Regions from separate parts of the Sus scrofa genome. Here region 1 is linked to region 2. Evidence: chromatin contacts called from public promoter capture Hi-C data. All regions are on one chromosome and are shown on one strand. The core of a region is the stretch at or near the end of the contact, and the rest is flanking DNA. Distances in the headings are between cores, read along the strand shown. Region 1 holds the start of SAMD4B (protein Smaug homolog 2). Region 2 holds the start of ACTN4 (alpha-actinin-4).

Region 1 (6,604 bases), core at 3,881-6,380, 510 kb after region 2:
GGAAGGCCTCCTGGATTTCCCTCATCTGGACTATTTCAATTCCAGAGCTGAAAGGGGGAGCTTAGAGATGTTTCCTGGTCAAATGGCCACTTACAATACTGATGGGGATATGGAAGATAGAGAGGGATCACCACGGTGCCCCAGGTAATTGTGAATTTTTTCCTGCAATTATTCAACCTCATGGGCCTTATAATGGGCCCTACAACAATGACGTTCAGTCCTGTCAGACCAGTACCTTGTTTCGCTCTCTCTCTCTCTCTCTTTTTTTTTTTTTTTCTTTTTTTAGGGCCGCTACCTGCGGCATATGGAGGTTCCCAGGCTAGGGGTCAAATTGGAGCAACAGCTGCCGATCTACACCACAGCTACAGCCACACCAGATCCGAGCCATGTCTGTGACCCACACCACAGCTCACGGCAACGCCAGATCCTTAACCCCCTGAGCAAGGCCAGGGTTCGAACCCGCATCCTTATGCATACTGGCCGGATTCATTTCTGCTGAGCCAGGACAGGAACTCCCAGTACCTCCTTTTTGATTAAGAGCATTTTTATTGCCCCCCTTCACCCTGTTCTCATCCTGAAATGAAATTCCTAGATAATGTAACCTACTTATAGACATAAATCCCCCCCAAGACAGTATAGTGTTCTAAATGTGATATAAAGGAGAAATAAAAGGAAAGTAATTTATGAGAAACCCCTGTGTATTTCCATGAGAAAATATAAGCAAACCAGAGAGAATTTTCACAGGACCCAGCCCCATGGCGTCGGCCCGCTGTGCTGGCTTCTTCCATAGCAGCGGGCAGAACTTTCCTGTCCCCTCTGCTCCAGCTCTGGGTCCCACCCTGTCTCTCACCCCCTCAAGGGCATTGGTGCCGAGGCTCTCCCTCTCCCCGTGCCCCCAGGGTCCTCATCTCTGCTAGAGCTTTCCCCTCAGTCCACAGGCGATGTCATTTCTTCCACCTTAGAAACGACAAACCCTATCTTCCGTCCAGCCACTGCCCGTTCATTTCCTTCCCTTTTCAGCAAAACTTCTTGAAAATATTGTCCACACTTGCTGCCTCCAATTTCTCCTCCCAGTTTGCTCGACCCTCTCCCAGCCCCTTTACTCCTGTCCCTCTCCAGCGACATACCTGGTCAGGGCCATCGAGGACGGTCAATTCTCAACCTTGATCTGCTGTGCCCTGTCAGCCACATCCGACACCACCCATCGCTCCCTATGCCCCCAAACGCTTTCTCCCGTTGGCTTCCAGGCCAGCACTCTGGCCTGGTTTTCCTCTGGCTCTCCTGGCCGCTCCTTCTCAGCCTCCTTTTAACCACTGAGGGGCCCAGGGCTCAGGCTTTTGTCCCTTTCTCTCTCCCATCCACTTTCCCCTCTTCCTGAGTGCATCAGTCTCTTGGTGGTCAAAGGGGATAGCCTAGAATTTCTTCAGCCGGGGCCTCTCCCTGAACTCTAGGCTCTTATAGCCAGCTGCCTGCATGACTTCTCCATAAGGATGTCTTATTCAGTTGTTTATTATTTATTTTACATTAATTTATTGAAGTGTAGCTGATTCACAATGTTGTGTTAGTTTCTGCTGTACAGCACAATGACTTAGTTATACATATATATACATACTTTTTCATATTCTTTTTCATATACTTTTCCATTATGGTTTATTAGAGGATATTGACTATAGTTCCCTGTGCTATTATGGTAGGACCGTATTGTTTATCTCCATCTGGATATATATATTTTTTTTTTTTTGGTCTTTTTAGAGCCACTCCCTAAAATTTTCCAGGCTAGGGGTCGAATCAGAGCTGCAGCTGCCAGCCTATCCCACAGCCACAGCAAGGCCAGATCCTCTGAGCTATGTCTGTGATTTACACCACAGCTCACAGCAACGCCAGATCCTTAACCCACTGAGCGAGGCCATGGATTGAAACCATGACCTCGTGGATGCTAGTCGGGTTCGTTACCACTGAGCCACAACAGGAATTCCTCCATCTGAGTGTCTTAGAGGCATCCTTGAATCACTTCTTTCCTCTGTCAAAGTACCTCAGAATTTGTCTGCTCTGAACTTCAAAATATAAGCAGAACCAGCCCACCTCTCCTCCACAGCCCACATTCTGGTCCTGCCACCTTCAACCCTTGCTTGAACTCTCACAGCAGCTTCTCCCTGTTTCCCTGCTCCCACGCCACTCCCTGCACTCTTTTTTTTTTTTTTTTCTTGCCACTGGGCCAAAGATCAAAATTGCAACACAGCAGCAACCCAAGCCACTGCAGTAACAAAACCAGATCCTTAACACGCTGCACCACATAACTTCCCAACGCTCTATTCTTCACAGAGACTAGACCCTAATAAAAGAGGTCCTAACAAAACCCAAGTCAGATGACATACCCGCTCTCTCGAAGCCGTCTTATAGTTCCCATATTATTTGGGTAAAAGCAAAAGCCCTTATAGCAGCCTTTAAAGCTCCACATTACCTGCCACCACCCCTCCTCATGACCTCTTGGATCCTGTCTCTCAGTATTGTGCTTTGTCCACTCCTCTCCGTCCACACCAGCCTGTTTGTGGCTCTGCAAATGATCCCGCCACCAGGCCTTTGCACTTGCTGGTTCCTCTTTCTGGAACCCTCTTTCCTTCATGGCTTACCCCTTCCGCCCTTCAGATTTCTGTTCAACTGACCTTTGATCAAAGATGCCTTTCTCCACCTAAAATATCGCTGACCTCATCACTCCATCCCCTTAGCTGGCTTTGTTGTTCTCCATAGTACTTATCACCAAGTTACACTGTAAATATTTATCATTCTTTTCTGTCCAAGTAGAATGTAAGCTTCATGAAGACAAGAGATTTTTGCCCATCTTTTTCACTGTTGAATTTTTAGCACTTTGAACAGTGCCTGGCACATGTAAGGTACTCAAGAAATATATATACCAAAGTATAAAAGTGGAGGAGTTCACATCATGGCGCAGCGGAAACAAACCCAACGAGGAACCATGAGGTTGCGGGTTTGATTCTTGGCCTTGCTCAGTGGGTTAAGGATCTGGTGTTGCTGTGGCATAGGTCATAGACTCAGCTCAGACCTGACGTTGCTATGACTGTGGTGTAGGCCAGCGGCTACAGCTCCGATTGGACCCCTAGTCTGGGAACCTCTGTATGCCCCAAGTGTGGCCCTAGAAAGACAAAAAGACCAAAAAAAAAAAAAAAGGTATAAAAGTATGTGTATCTACTTTTTTAATGGCCGCACCCATGGCATATGGAAGTTCCCAGGCCAGTGATTGAAACTAAGCTGCAGCTGCAACTCAGCTGCTGCAACCAGGTTCTTAACCTACTGTGTCACAGTGGAAACTCTCAAGAAATATCAGTGAATGAATAAATGAACTAGCGTCCTTGGAGCATAACCATTCCATATGAGGTGAAAGTTGTTTAAATGAAAGGTGTAGTGTCTGGGGTTTGTGATATCCCCACACCCATGGCCTTTCCTGATCATGTCTAAGATGACATGGCCTCTCTCTCTGTGGCTGCTTCTTCTCAATCTTTGTCGAGTGTCAATTCCTTTACTCCAACCTTACATGTCTCCCCTCCTAAAGGTTCTGTCTGGTCCTTGTCTCCATTCATCCTTCCAAACCTTCCCCAAGCTAGGTCACTAACTCCCACAGCTTCAATAACAATCTTTTTTTTTTTTTTTTTGCCACACCTGCAGCATATCGAAGTTCCCCAGTTAGGAATTGAATTCAAGCCGCAGCTGCAACCTATATTACAGCTGCAGCCATACCGGATCCTTAGCCCACTGTGCCATGTGGGAACTCCTAATTACCATCTTTGCTTATCCTCAAATCCTGATTTCCAACCCCAATTCCTCTCTTAAGCACTAGATCCAGGGGTTATGCAGCCTCCTGGACTCCAATGCTAGGTGGCCCACACTGGGCTCAGTACCTTCCAAACCTGCTTCTCCTCTGGGTCTCCTTCTCAGGGAAGGCCCCCAAACCCCCTAGTTTTCCAGCCAGAAGGCCTTGTCTTGGATTCCTCCCTCCCTCCCCCTCCGGGGCCAACCAGTCCCAGGGCAGCTTCACGGGCCTCCTGGGCGTCCATCCCTCCCACCAATGCCCCCTTCCCTTCCCATAGTCCCACCCTAGTGCAAACGCCCCTCTCCCACCACAGCTGCTTCCCTGGACTAATGGCTCCAGTTCTATTCCCTCCAATCCATCCTCCATATAGAAGCCGGGAACACCTTTCCAAACCCCCACCGATTCTCCTTGGCTTGAAGCCCTGCCATGGCTTCTCAGTGCCCTGGGGACGAGTCTCAACTCTCTCAAGTGGCCAAAGTTCTGGCCGTGACTCATTTCCCTTCACTCCTTGCCTTAAATTCTACTTTCCACTCCGAATACATTTCTTTGAGTTCCTCTACCAACCATGGTCACCTGGAAGCCTTCTGAGGGCCCCCACTCTGGTTAGTTGACACCGGTCCAGGACAGTGTGTGAAATAAAAAGGTTACAACAGTCAGAGCAACAACCCCCATTTACTGATGGTCTGCTTGGTGTCCAGCACTTTATATATGTATCGTCTCTTTCGATCCTAATCCCATTTGAGAGACAAGGCAACAGACGCAGAGAAGGGTTTGGTGAGAGAGCTGAGACTCCTACAGCCCGAGCGCCGACCCGCAACCTGGAGGGTCAGGGCACAACCGGGCCCAGGCCTAGAGCAGGGAGCGCTGGCGGGGTGCGCTGGCGGGACGCGCCACCAGTCCTTGAACGCCAGAATCAGGAATTGTGACTTATGTCGCGGCCGGTGAGGTAGACCGGCACGAGACTGCCCCCTGCGGGCCTGGAGGCCCAATCCCAGACTCCGCCGGGCCCGTTGCCCATAGCAACGCCGCGCGCGCCCCGCCCCTTCCCCGCCCGCCAGCCGACTGCCCGTCAGTCGCGCAGCCGACCAATCCCACAGAGCAGGGGGCGGGTCTTGTGGGCCTCGTTCCACCTCCGTGGCCCCCCTCTCCACCGCGACCCCGCCTTTCTCCGCGCACACCTCCCGCCCTTCGGGCTGCCCTCGCCGCCCATTGGTGGGTGCGCTGTTCATCACCTTGGCATCAGCTAATGCGGGCGCGCTGCGGTCCCTGGGCGGGGCCAGGGGCGGTGACGCACGGCGCGGTGACGCAGCGCGACGGCGGCGGCGGCGGCGGCGGCGGCGGTGGTCGGTGCGGGAGGAGGGAGGGGAGCTCGCGGGCTGGAGAGGGGGCGACGGCGGTGGCGGCGGCCTGAGGAGGCCTGGACGGCGGCGGCGGCGGCGGCAGAGGCCGAGGCGGTGAGTGGCCGGCAGGGCCGGGCGGACGCGAGGCGGCGGCGGGTCGGGGCGCGCGGGGCTCACCTCGGGGCGCCCCAGGCCGCGCGGGCGGCCCCGCCCCCTCAGGGACCCCGGGCGGTGGCGGGCGCGGAGTGCGGGCCTCGGGACTCCCGGCCCTCGAGAGAATCCCCCACACCGGTCTCCTGAGTCGCCCGCACAGGCCGCTTCTCGAGCTCTCTCCGAAATTCTCGCTCCTCGGGGTGGTCGGGGGGCCCGGCCCGCAGCCCTTTCTCGTGACCCCCCCAGGTTTACCTCCGACACCTCCCTGGCGGGCACGCCCACAGATCCCCGGAGTCTGCCCCAACTCCTCCATTCCCCTCCCACGAGGCGAAAGACCTCGAGAGACCACCTCTGGTATTTCTACGTCTGCTCCAGACCCCGTCATACGCCTCAAAAATCTTCCTCAGAGGACCCCCCCCCCCGTGGCCCCAGATCCCCCATCCTCCTCCCGTGACCAAAAATATTTCCCCGAAGCCACTCATGTACCAACAATATGTGTCATATATCGTCTCTAGGAGCCTCCCTTATAAGCCCTAAACATCTCTTTCAGAGACTCCCCGAAATCCCCTCCAGACCCCGTACATTCCAGAAATCTCCCCCAGCGACCTACTTAGCATGTCCCAACAATCTCCCCCAGATTTCCTTCTCACACATCCCAAGAATTTTCTCTCCCACCTACCCCCATACCAGAAATCACCTTGGAGATTTTCCACTCAGAGCCCCAAAATCTCAGAGCCCCTCCCCCCTGGAATCCTCCAGAATGCCCTTGATAGCCCCTGAGAATCTTCCTCAGAGACTCTTGGATCCCCACAGCTCACCTGGAGGTCCCGTGTCCGGTGACTTCCCCCCCCACCCCCGCGTTTCCGCAACATCCACCTCCCATTTACGCTCCCCCCCTCACATATCCCAGAAGTCATCCATACCTTTGGACCCTTCCACAGACCCCCAAAATTTCTTCTAAAGACCTCCTCATGTACCCCAAATCCCACCACCCTGAAATGCCCTGGAGATGACCCTCACGCCTCCCTAAAATCTTCCCCTGATGACTACCTCAGACCAAAATTCTCCTTCAGAGATGCCCTGAAATCTGCAGAGAATTCTCTTCTCATATTCCACAAGCCTCTTCCAGAACCTCTTTTTTGTATCCCGAATCTTTCCCAGTAACCCACGCGAAATATTCCATAAATTGCTTCTTCAGGATTCCAACAGTTTTCCTCATAGTTTCTCTTTGAAATTTTATAGAACCACCCCCCCCTTAGATAACCTTTCAAAAATCTCTCCTATA
Region 2 (6,358 bases), core at 3,443-5,942:
GAACAGCAGCCGTGAGTCAGCAAGGAGGAGGCTGTGAATGGGAGGGAGGAGCCCAGCCCTGCACCCCAGCTAGCCTGGGCTCTTCTTTGCCCCAGAAAACCTGGGCGAACCTGGGTGAATGGGTTCCTGGTGAAGGAGAGGCACCGCCTTTGTCCTTGGGCCTCACGGGCGCAGCCACTCGTGGCCCCGGGGCAGGGGCTGGAGGGGCGAGCGGGGCGGGCGCCTGGCTGTTCGCTCAGCTGGTTGTGCCTCCTTGCCTTGTTCCTCAGTTTCCTCGTCTGTAAAAGGGGGGGATGGTGCTGCCTTGTCGGAGTCAGGAGGACTCGGAGCTTTTGCCGGTAACGGTCTCAGATCAGGACCTAGCCTGTTCTTGGCGCTGAGAAAACAGTCACTGTTAATTTCAGAGTCAGAAGCGTTGGCCCCCAGCATCGCAGTCTAGTCCCCAGTGCTCTTCTGCGTAGAGAGGACTTGATAAGAAAGTTGGGGTTTCTGTCAAGCCGTTCGTTCTGCCCCATCCCCAAGTCCCGGCCTGCACTGGCCAAGGGCCTCGCCCTTGTCCCATGATCCTTAGTTCCCGTGGTTGTTCGCATTTTGCAGAGTATTCCAGACGTTCTGGCAGAGTGGCCTTGGGCAGGTGTCTTCTCTGAGCCAGCTGTCTGCAGGAAGAGGGTGGGATACTGGTGACTGCCTTTGGGGGAAATTGGGGGAAATCAAATGCCACAAGAGAGGCACGTCCCTTTGTGTAGACTGGCGGGGTCCCTAGGGAGTGCCTCATTCTCCTGACTCTCCTGCTCTGGTACGTGGACTTTGCTTACAGAGGGGGCAGGGCCTGAGCTGCACCCTTCCCTGCCCTGCCTGCTTCCGGCACTCACACCCATCATGCTCTGAGGGCGCTGACTCCCAGGGCGGAACAGGACACCCTTTGCCCTGGGATCCAGACCTGAGCAAGAGCCCGGAACTAGGGCATGTGCCCAAACTCTGCGGACAAAGGGTTTTTCTACAGCTCAGGACTTGGGAGCCAGCTCAAAGCGGGGTGGAAGGAGGGGAGACTGGGATGTCCCCACCCACCTGTTTGGTTGTGTGAATTGGCAAAAGACACATACTCTAGGTGGGCACCCTCCCCCTCGCCCTGGCAAATGTCCTGGTATAGGATACAACCTGCACAACAGGCCGTGGCCACTCTGACCTTTGCTGCTTTGGGGAACCACAACTTGTCTTGCTTTGCTGACATGCCTTTGACCCAGGTCGCTCATCCTTTGAACAGCTAAGAGGCCCAGCTCTGCAGAAAGAGAGTCCAAACCCCAGCCCGGCGAGTGATCTCTGGGCATGTTGGTTAACCTCTCTGTGCCCTGGTTTTACAGCTGCAGGGAGTACCCACTTCTTTTTTTCTATTCCCCCCCCCCCTTTATTTTGGCTACACCTGAGGCATATGGAAGTTCCCAGGCCAGGGACTGAATCCGAGCCACAGCTGTCACCCCCGCCACAGCTGGGGCAACACCAGATTCTCAACCCACTGCGCCACAGCGGGAACTCCAGAGTACCCACTTCCGTAGCTGCTGTGAGTTAATGCAAGGGGTTTAAATCATCACCTTGTCCCCTGTCATGATCACTCGGGGACAGGGCTACTGTTTGAGCTGCTTCCGTAGCCATTTGGAGACATCCCCGTATCTGTTCCTGTTCCTGCCCTGAGAGGACACAGCCCGCTCTCCTTGTTTCACCTAAGAAGCGTTGATAGTGGGATACAGCACCGTGTAAATCCTGACTGAAGAGGTCTTGAGGATGCTAAGAAGTGTGGAAACAGCGGCCCCAATGCCAGGGCCACTGGCTGTACCCCTTCACTCTGGGCTCTCTCCCTGCCAGCTCTGAGCCCCTGCCCGCTGCCCCCTGACTCTCCAGAGGCAGTAGCTGTTACTACTGCACAGTCTGTGGATGGCTGCTGGGAACTGGCCTCAAAGCTGGCAATTAAAGGCAGCCTTTAATTTAAACCTCATTGGCTGGGAATGTCCATTTCATCTCTGAGCCCTTGGTCTGGGAGTTTTCTCAGTATCGACCAGCAGGCAGGGAGGGGCAGGTGGCCCATTGTTGGAGTGGCCTTTCCGGGCCCAGCAGGCCCAGCACAAGAGTTCTGGGCTTGTTCTCCAGGTCAGGCAGGAAGAGTTGCCCTGCCGCAGCCCCACCCAGCCCAGCCCAGCCCAGCTTTGGACACAGCAACACTCCTGGGTCTTCAGCCAGGTCATGACCCAGGAGGAGCTTGGGGGTGCCAGGACCCACACCACCATGTCCGGCGTGGCCCAAAGAGCTCTTGACAATGAAGGGACCCATGAGGACACAGGTTTGATTCCCTGGCCTCCCTTAACAGATTAAGGATCTGGTGTTGCCGTGAGCTGTGGTGTGGGTTGCAGACATGGCTCGGATTCCGTGTTGCTGTGGCCGTGGTGTAGGCTGACAGCTGCAGCTCAGATTCAGCCTCTTATCCTGGGAACCACCGTATGCCACGGGTACAGGTCTAAAAAAGACAAAAAAAGAGAAAAACACACAAAGACTTCAAATTCCTCACCATGATTTTAAGTCCGTTCATTCATCTGGGATTTCTTAAGCTTCTATCTTCTGCCAGACACTGCTTCAGAGACTAGTGATACAGCAGTGACCAAAACAAAGATTCCCGTACATCTTGGGCCAACATCCTTGGGAAGGAGACAGATGAGCAGGATAAGTAAACCAGTCATGCACTGTATTGAATGTGCTATAGACAAAAATGAAGCGGGAAGGTGTGGGGTGCTATTTATAAAACGGTGGTCAGGTGAGGTCTCACTAAGGGGGTGATACTTCCACCGATGTGCAGGAGAGGAGGCTATGATCCTGAGGGTCTAGTGTCGGGGCGAAGCGCAGTGGTAACAAGGCCTCGAGGCTGGACCCTTCCAGGTGTGTTGGAGGAACAGCCGGGAGGCCAGCAGTGTGGCAGGAGCTGGGAGAGCGAGGGGGGAGAATGGGAGAAGAGTTGGGAGAGGAGCTGGGGACCAGGCTGGGCAGGACATGGACGAACTGGTGAATTTGGCCGAAGCCCCAGGAGTCCCCATTGCTTCCAAAGCTGGGCGGGGCTGAGTCAAAGCAAGGAATCCTGCAGCCTTTCCTCCTGTCTTTGACTTCGTGGCGCCAAGGGATGGTTCTGAGCAGGGGAGGGAGGAGCTTGATTTGACTCAGGCTCCTTCTGGTTTCTTTGGAGAAAGAGAGGTGGGGAAGGGGGCATGTGGAGGACTTGAGAAATGTTGAGGAGGCTGGGACACTGGTCCAGGTGAAGACAAGGTGAGGGTGGACAGAACCAGGGTGTGGCCATGTGGGATGGGAGAAGTGGGTGAATTTTGTATATACTTGGAAGATGGATCTGACAGAATTTCCTGAACGACTGGATGTAGGGTGTGAAAACAAAGAGGAGCCAAGGATGACTGCAAGCTTTGTTGCCTGCACAGCTGAAAGGCCGGAGGCACCATTGACCAAGATGGGGATGGCTATGGGGTGACGAGGTTTGGGAGGAAGATCAGGAGCCCAACTCTGGGTACTTACACTTGAGACACCTATTATGTGTGAGTGTCATTTGTATTTATTTACTGTCGTGTCCCCCATACACTTGAGAACTTGGCGCACTTACCATGCTCAGCACCTTATCACCAGCATCCAAGAAGAGTTCCTGGAATACAACAGAGGCTCAATAAATGCTTTTTGAATGAGTGAAGTAAACACGTCCAAAAAATCCTCCACTTTCCCAGTCAGCCAGTATCCATTCGGAGCTACCATGTCCATTTTGTGAATTCTTCAAGAGTTTGTTTAATTGTCCTCCTTGTTCATAAAGCCAACTCTGCCAGTTTCCGTTGTGGCTCAGCAGGGCGTAAATCCAAATCCGACTGGTATCCATGAGGATGCAGGTTCCATCCCTGGTTTCTCTCAGAGGGTTAAGGATCGTGGGTTGCTATGGCTGTTGCATAAGCTGGCAGGTGTAGCTCTGATTTGATTCCTAGCTCAGGAACTTATATATGCCACAGGTGTTGCCCTGAAAAGCAAAGGCAAAAAATAAAAAAATAAATGAAGTCAATCCTGACTACTTCATTTCCATTCTAGTTCTGTTTGATTTTTCTTCATAGCACATATCCCCTTGGAATATATACATACGCTATGTACTTTTTTTCCCCCCGCATCTGTGGCATGTGGAAATTCCTGGGCAAGGGATGGAAAATGAGCCACAGCTGGGGCCGATGCCACAGCTGGGGCAACGCTGGATTCTTAACACGCTGCACCACAGCAGCAACTCCAATACACTGTTTCCTAAAATTGTGTTTTTTTCCTTTCACTAGACGGTTGTTTCATGAGGGCAGACAGTTTTGTCTATCTTATTTAGTGTTGATGCGTAAAACATGGTCTGGCACATAGTAGGCGCTTAATATTTGTTGAATTTCTGGCGCCGAAAGGGAATACACTCCACGCCAGAGCCCAATGGCCAGACCCGCCGGCCGAATCCTTCGCTCTCTGGGCCCGCCCACACGTAGAGGCCGCGCGCGCGCGCGCGCGCGCGAGGAGGCGAAGCTCGTCCACGAGCCGAAGGGCGGCGGGGAAGTGGACTCTGCGCAGGCTCAGAGCTTCCCGAGGCGGGGTCTTAGGGCCTTTCTCGTTAGGAAGCGCGCGCGCGCGCGCGCGGGAGGGCGGCGGCGGCGGCGGCGGCGGAGGCGCGGTGCGCAAGCGCAGCGGGCAGTGCGCAGGCGCTAGCGCAGGGCGGGCTGAAGCAGCTGAAGCAGCGGCGGCGGCGGCGGCGGCGGAGGCTCGGGCAGAGGGGCGGGAGCAGAGGCGGGAGCGGACGGGCTCGGGAGAGGCGGCGGAATGGTGGACTACCACGCGGCGAACCAGTCGTACCAGTACGGCCCCAGCAGCGGGAGCAATGGCGCCGGCGGCGGCGGTAGCATGGGCGACTACATGGCCCAGGAGGACGACTGGGACCGGGACCTGCTGCTGGACCCGGCCTGGGAGAAGCAGCAACGCAAGGTGCGCGGCCCGCGGGCCGGACGGGCTGGAGGGGGGCTTCCGAGGGAGGCTGGGCGCCGGGAAGGGGTTGGGAGTCCTGAGATGGGAGTGGAGGGTCTGTGATGAGAACCGGGCGTCGTGAGAAGGAATCGGTGGATCTGAGAAGGTGTTTGGGGTCCTGAAAAGGAGTTGCAGAACTTGAGCAAGGAATTGGGAGTCTGAAAAAATCATTGGCGGCCGAGGAGAGAATATGGAAATCTAAAACATGGAATCAGGGAGTCTGTGAAGGAATTAGGCGGGTCGAGGTGGGGAATTGGAGGAAACCAGCGAGATGATTGGAGACTCTAAAATGGAATTGGGTCTGAGGCGGGATCGAAGGCTCGGGTTGGATTGGGGTTGCTGAGAGAGGAACGGGGGGTCTGGAATTTGGGGGTCGGGGCAGTCTGAGGAGGAGCTCGAGTGTGCAGGGGGTTGTTTGGCTCGCAGAGTCCTCTGAAGAGGATAGGATTGTGGGAGCCCCAGGCTGGGGAACTTCTAAAGGGGGTGAGGATTCTGGAAGTCTGAAGATGGGGTTGGGGGGTACTCAGGAGGGGATTGTGGAGTGGGAAGGGTGGTGGAAGGACAGGGGAGATAAAAGCAGAGGGGCTAAGGAAAGAAGTGACTGTGAAAAGACCCGGGGCTTAGGATGTGGGGATGGGGAGGGTGGCGAATGAGGTCTGGAACGGGGGTCCGAAGGGACCTGTGAATGAGAAGTCTTGCAGGGGGTGAGATTTACTGGGGGTGCCCCGTTTTAAGGGGAAGAGGAGAAGACTGGACAAGAGAAGGCATGAAAGGAATTGATGAGGCTAAAGGCCTCATCGATGAGAGGCCCAAGGGAGATAGGGAGAGTATTTGGAGCGTTTTGAGGAGGGGAGCCGAAGAATTGCTGGAACGTCCACAAAGGCTCCGCCAAGGGTTGGCGGCGCCTGAGGCCAAGCAAGGTAGCCTGGAAAAGGTGAGGATGGAGGGAGGGAAGGGGCAGAATGGCGGAGAGTGGGAGGGAGGTTGGCGGGGTAATGAAAGTCTCATTAGGAAGGGAGTGTGTGATGGATAGACTGAGAGAGGAATTTGGGGGTGGGGGCGTCTGGAGATGCCGTCCCGGGACCGGAGAGTGTGTGTGTGTCCTGAAGGGAGAATGCGTTGTCTGGGGAGGAAGAGGTGAGAGTAGCTGCAAGAATTGTCCCGTGGGGGTGGGGGGGTGGGGCAAAGAGGTCTTTCTAAAGCAGGGCCTGTTTTCAGGTGGCATGTTGGGGTGTGGAAGCAATTTAGGGGAGACCCACAGTGAGGAAAGGGAGATCAAAAGGAGTGGGAG

The links. Promoter capture Hi-C pulls out the DNA fragments that hold promoters and counts their contacts.
Region 1: a contact with region 2 is called in a promoter capture Hi-C map of liver, with 2.5 times the contacts expected there. The contact joins the promoter of SAMD4B here to the promoter of ACTN4 in region 2. A contact is called at or near these places in 1 of 5 promoter capture datasets (liver) and 1 of 2 datasets of contacts at active chromatin or transcription factors (alveolar macrophages).

Annotation. Positions count from the first base shown.
Region 1 is chr6:47,997,596-48,004,199 of Sscrofa11.1, forward strand. It overlaps SAMD4B (protein Smaug homolog 2), which reads left to right and starts at 5,131. Exons shown (of 13, transcript XM_021094367.1): 1 at 5,131-5,280.
Region 2 is chr6:47,489,142-47,495,499 of Sscrofa11.1, forward strand. ACTN4 (alpha-actinin-4) reads left to right here and starts at 4,693. Exons shown (of 21, transcript XM_003355883.4): 1 at 4,693-5,028. The coding sequence starts at 4,867.